2 separate regions of the Mus musculus genome follow, and region 1 is linked to region 2. Evidence: chromatin contacts called from public HiChIP or PLAC-seq data. All regions are on one chromosome and are shown on one strand. The core of a region is the stretch at or near the end of the contact, and the rest is flanking DNA. Distances in the headings are between cores, read along the strand shown.

Region 1 (2,928 bases), core at 85-2,584, 420 kb after region 2:
AGAAAAGTGGTGGGAAAAACGATCCAATAAAGTAGCCAAAAGTGTGGTTACAGATATCTTTTTTTTGGGAGGGGGTTGTTTGTTTTTTTTTAAATCTATTTATTTATATGTAAGTACACTGTAGCTGTCTTCAGACACCCTAGAAAAGGGCATCAGATCTCCTTGCAGATGGTTGTGAGCCACCATGTGGTTGCTGGGATTTGAACTCACGACCTTTGGCAGAGCAGTTGGTGCTCTTAACCACTGAGCCATCTCTCCAGCCCTACCTTTTTTTTTTTTTTAAGATTTATTTATTATTATATGGAAGTACACTGTAGCTGTCTTCAGACACCCCAGAAGAGGGCATCAGATCCCATTATAGATGGCTGTGGGCCACCATGTGGTTGCTGGGAATTGAACTCAGGACCTCTAGAAGAGTAGTCAGTGCTCTTAACAGCTGAGCCATCTCTCCAGCCCCCTGTGGTTACAGATATCTTTTTTTTTTTTAGATATTTCCTCATTTATATTTCCAATGCTATCCCAAAAATTCCCCGATACCCTCCCCACCCCCACTCCCACTTTTGGCCCTGGCGTTCCCCTGTACTGGGGCATATAAAGTTTGCAAGTCCAATGGGCCTCTCTTTCCAGTGATGGCCGACTAGGTCATCTTTTGATACATATGCAGCTAGAGTCAAGAGCTCCGGGGTACTGGTTAGTTCATAATGTTGTTCCACCTATAGGGTTGCAGATCCCTTTAGCTCCTTGGGTAATTTCTCTAGCTCCTCCATTGGGGGCCCTGTGATCTATCCAATAGCTGACTGTGAGCATCCACTTATGTGTTTGCTAGGCCCCGGCATAGTCTCACTAGAGACAGCTATATCAGGGTCCTATCAGCACAATCTTGCTAGTGTATGCAATGGTGTCTTCGTTTGGAGGCTGATTATGGGATGAAACCCTGGATATGGCAGTCACTAGATGGTCCATCCTTTAGTCTCAGCTCCAAACTTCGTCTCTGTAACTCCTTCCATGGGTGTTTTGTTCCCAATTCTAAGAAGGGGCAAAGTGTCCACACTTTGGTCTTCGTTCTTCTTGAGTTTCATGTGTTTTTGCAAATTGGGTTACAGATATCTTAAAAAATTACTTTTTATTTGTGTGTGTGTGTGTGTGTGTGTGTGTACACCACATATATACAAATGTCCTCTCAGAGGTGGGAAGAGCATCTGAGATTCCCTGGAACTAAAGTTAGAGTTAACTGTGAGCACTAGACATGCATACTAGAAACCCAACTCAGGTTCTCTGCAACAGCAACAACAATCTTGGCCACTGAGTTAGCTCCTCCTTTGTAGCCCACGCTGGCCTGGAACTCCTTGTGTAGTCCTAGAGGGCGCAGGACTTCAGCCTCTGCAGGCAGGAGCCTCCATACAGGGCTTCAGCATCTTCTTAGGCACTGGCGCCTCCTGGTGGGCATCTCTTGTCACTGCCAGCTTCACCCGTCAAATGTTCACTAGCAGGAATTTCTAGAAGCCAAGAGAAAACAAGGAAGAGAGGGAGGCTGCCAGGAGGAAACTCAGGAAGGAGAGTCATGGCAAGAGGAAAGGGTCCTAGAACTGAACCGGGAGGAAAAGGAACCTGAGCCACCGGAATTCTCTTCAGGACTGGAAGAGGAAAGGGAGTCGCCCACAGCTGTTTCCTAAGAGGAAAAGGTCATATCGCATATGAATTTAAAATACAAGACTAGCCGGGCGTGGTGGCGCACACCTTTAATCCCAGCACTTGGGAGGCAGAGGCAGGTGGATTTCTGAGTTCGAGGCCAGCCTGGTCTACAGAGTGAGTTACAGGACAGCCAGGGTTGGTTATACAGAGAAACCCTGTCTTGAAAAAACAAAACAAAACAATAAAATAAAATAAAATACAAGACTGTCAGACTTTATTTCTAAAATAAATATAGTCTCATTTTTACACACAAAGTGTGAAATAGAGATAAACCTGCTTCTAGTAAAAAGCAAGCAAGCAAACAAACAACAACAGTAACAAAACCTTGAACATGGAATCACCATGACGACAATCCCAGAACTTTGGAGGCAGGAGGATCAGAATTTCAAGGTTGTCCTCAGTTACATGGCAAGTTCAAGGCCAGCCTGGGCTAATGAGACCCTATCTCAAAAGAAAAAAAGTAGGAGAAAAAGCCACCCCACCTTAGAGTCACTGGACAGCCAGAGCTGTTACACAGAGAAACCCTGTTTGAGAACATTAATTAACTAAAATGAAATTAAAATAGCTGTGATTTTTCTATGCCAAAATTCAGGGCCTCTCCAAGAATGGGGTTCACCATCAAACTGAAACATATGTGGTAGAGATACGGTCCAGTGGCTGAGTGTGTGCTTGGTAGGATACCACCACCAAAAAAATAAATAATTTTTTTTTGGTTTTTCGAGACAGGGTTTCTCTGTGTAGCTCTGGCTGTCCTGGAACTCACTTTGTAGACCAGGCTGGCCTCGAACTCAGAAATCCGCCTGCCTCTGCCTCCCAAGTGCTGGAATTAAAGGCATGTGCCACCACACCAGGCCAAAAAAAACTTTTTTTAAATTAAAAAGGTCACCAGAACCTTCTTGGAGATAGAGTTTGTGACTTCCATACCATACAAACTTTCAGAATGTGGTCTTTGTTTTTTGTTTGTTTGTTTGTTTGTTTGTTTGTTTTTTGAGACAGGGTTTCTCTGTATAGCCCTGGCTGTCCTGGAACTAACTCTGTAGACCAGGCTGGCCTCAAACTCAGAAATCCTCCTCCCTCTGCCTCCCAAGTGCTGGAATCAAAGGCATGCGCCACCACGCCTGGCAGAATGTGGTCTTATTTAAAATAAGTCTCTTTGAAGAGGTGATTAAGGATCTCAAGGGGAGATTATCCTAGATTAAGATGATCCCTAAATCCAACAGTAGCCCTTATAACCTG
Region 2 (2,770 bases), core at 21-2,520:
TTTGTTTTGTTTTTTCTGAGACAAAGATCTGTCTGTCTCTACCTTTCTTGTGCTGGGGTCAAAAGTCCATGCCACCATGTCTGGCATTAGCTACTCTTTTTTTTTTTTTTTAAAGAAGATTTATTTTTATATATGTTAGTACACTGTTGCTGTCTTCAGGCACACCAGAAGAGGGCATCAGATCCCATTTACAGATGGTTGTGAGCCACCACGGGGCTGTTTGGAACTGAACTCAGGACCTCTGAAAGAGCAGTCAGTGCTCTTAACTGCTGAGCCATTTCTCCAGCCATACAAAGCTACTCTTAAAGGAAACAAACTATATGATTCCATTTAAATCGTATCTTTAAAATAACAAAATTAGAGGCAGAGAGCATCTAAATGTTTGTGGGTATTAGAGACGATGCAGGTCTGACTGGGAAGGGTGTCTGACAAATCTCTATCATGACTGTGGTGGTAGGTACAGAAAAAGGCCCATGAGATCCCATTGCTAGTGCCCTGCTTCTGAAACTATGTTATATAAATGTTATACAAGCACCCCGCTGATCTCTCTGTAACATCCTATAAACATACAGTTATTTCAAAATGAAAGCTTTTGGTTGAAAAACTAACAAAACTAAAACAGACTTGCAGAGGATCAGAGAATGCATTAAGCTTGCTGACTGGAGAACTGTGAAGAAAACCTGCTTGCATTTTAATCATCATACAAAATTATGTTATGGGTTCTACAGGCCACCTTTGAAACTTTTTATGGTATAAAAATGCCCCTCTGAGGAGAGAGTACACAGCCAGGAACTCTTCAGGAAAGATATATTAAACCCAAGTAGTTACTATCAATTGTCCATGAGCACGCTCACCTGTTCCAGGTGATTTCAAGGGTCTCCTCAAGCTAACTTCAAATAACTCCCCCAAGAAATGCACTGCAGCTGTTGGTGGGTGGAGGTGTGATTTCTCCCGCTTCCTCTGGTACCACCAGGCCAACTGAGGCAGGGGCTGGCTAGCTAGCTCTTCCTTTGTCTCGCAGCTGCCCTAGCCTGCCCCCACTCAATGCCGCTGTGGGCTTAGGAATCTCTTACCTGTTGAGGTCCCAGATTCTCAGAGGTGAGAAGTGCCCACAACAAGCTGTTCCAGTCACAAAAGAGCTGCCAAACAAAAGGAGGACAGAGTTAGAGCTGGCTTGTCAGAACTTGTGGCGGAAATGGCTACACATTAGAAATGCTGGGCTCCTTGCCCAGGGATCATGGGGTTAAGCCAGAAAAAGAAACATTGAGAGAGAATGAGGAAGTATCACAGAAATCTCTAAGACAACTTGGTGCGAAGAGGGGTGCAGCCTCCCAAGGCTGTCTGACTAGAGGCTGCGGAGCTTCAACCACGGATATGCCCGCTCTTTGGACTGGGGCATGTCACCTCTGACCACAGAAGGTCGGCAGCAGACCTGTGCCTCTGCATGGGCAGCTCTGAGCCCTAGGCAGTGTGAGCTGATGAGAATGTACCTGCGTGAGACTTGAGAGCTCAGTGCTGTAAGACCCCCTAGGAGCATCCTACGGGGACTGACCAGTGACCACCCCAATCAGACAGAGACTTTCCAGAAGGGTTTAAGAGTTGGGAAACCAGGCATGGTAGGGCATGCCTTTAATCCCAGCACTAAGGAGGCAGAGGCAGGTGAATCTCTTGAGTTTGAGGCCAGAACTCAGGCTAGTCTATGAAAGTGAAACCCCGTCTCACCCCCCGACCCCAAATAATTGCAAGACTGACAAAGCTGTACAAACACTGGGCAAATAGGAAAATAGTGCATCTCCAAAAGTATGTTGTAGCTTTCAGGGAGCAGGGCCAAGTAGCCAGGTCTGCCGAGGGATGAGATATAGTTGGGAAGAGTCTCGAAGAGTACCATGGACACTGCCTACAGGCAGGTGAGAAAGAACACACAATTTCCAGAGTCTCTCAGAATGGTCAACGTAGGCAGTCTGAGTGGTTTCATGCTGCGGAGGCTCAGGCACTGTGGGAAGGATCGGTCTGCAGAGCCTCAATACTGGGATGAGAGCGTGAACGGCTGAGCTAGAGCAGACCTTCATCATAACATTTGGGAGGGGTGGAAGGGGAAGCCTCACGAAGCCTAATGTCAATCAGTAAGATTAAAGGCACTGGGCGGGGCATGGGCCAGGGCCCCACATGTCCTGCACCGGGGAAGGAAGATTGGATGCATTAGTGATACCTCACACGTGGGCAAGCAGCCCTTTGGCCGGCAGTGCCCAGCACCTGTACCCACCACGTCAGCGGGAGGTAGAGTTCTGCGGAGAAGGGTCTGAAGAAGGCCGTGCCTTGGACAGTGCAGCTGGTGAAGAGTTAGCTAGCAGTTGCTGATGAGGGAAATGTCTGGGCAGGCACTGGCTGGTTTAAGTACCAAAACTGTAGACTAGTGCCCACCTGTCATCTCCAAACTGGAACAAGGCCAGACAAGACACCCGGGGGCTCTCGTGCCTCGAGCCAAAGCTTCCTCCAGGAATATGACAGCATCCCAATTTCCTCTTCATCTACTGCCAGCAGCCATTCTACCATAAAGTGGCAGTGCCGGGCAGCTACCGAGCACCAAGGAACCAAACTACAGAGGCAGGAGGTGCTCCCCTTGCCTCCCTCCTCCACAGTTTTCTCTTCAGTGTAATCCATTAATAACTGGTAAAGCCAATTACCTTGGGTTGGAAACATAATAGCTACTTGGAAATCATTGGAGCAGGCAATTGGGCTCTCCAGACTTTTGAGGAGTTGAGGCCAGGTG

Evidence for each region. HiChIP or PLAC-seq counts read pairs in DNA pulled down with a chosen protein or histone mark.
Region 1: an H3K4me3 HiChIP or PLAC-seq map of bone marrow-derived macrophages shows a contact between it and region 2, with 4 times the contacts expected there. The contact joins two enhancer-like sites. A contact is called at or near these places in 1 of 39 promoter capture datasets (hippocampal neurons), 1 of 15 datasets of contacts at CTCF or cohesin (embryonic stem cells), 4 of 484 Hi-C or Micro-C datasets (the G1E-ER4 cell line, embryonic fibroblasts and embryonic stem cells) and 3 of 115 datasets of contacts at active chromatin or transcription factors (T-cell acute lymphoblastic leukemia, bone marrow-derived macrophages and neural tube).

Annotation. Positions count from the first base shown.
Region 1 is chr19:46,013,342-46,016,269 of GRCm38.p6, forward strand. 4930505N22Rik (RIKEN cDNA 4930505N22 gene) reads left to right here. Exons shown (of 2, transcript NR_152221.1): 2 at 1-45. Among named protein-coding and RNA genes, the nearest start is that of Hps6, 11 kb to the left of the region's middle. Within about 2 kb of position 1,335, at least 70 of the 459 cell types and tissues checked have an H3K27ac peak or open chromatin away from gene starts, as enhancers often do. A contact at or near this core is called in the G1E-ER4 cell line and bone marrow-derived macrophages, where this site is marked.
Region 2 is chr19:45,590,656-45,593,425 of GRCm38.p6, forward strand. Fbxw4 (F-box and WD-40 domain protein 4) reads right to left here. Exons shown (of 9, transcript NM_013907.2): 6 at 1,074-1,139. Among named protein-coding and RNA genes, the nearest start is that of Dpcd, 31 kb to the left of the region's middle. Within about 2 kb of position 1,271, at least 77 of the 459 cell types and tissues checked have an H3K27ac peak or open chromatin away from gene starts, as enhancers often do. A contact at or near this core is called in the G1E-ER4 cell line and bone marrow-derived macrophages, where this site is marked.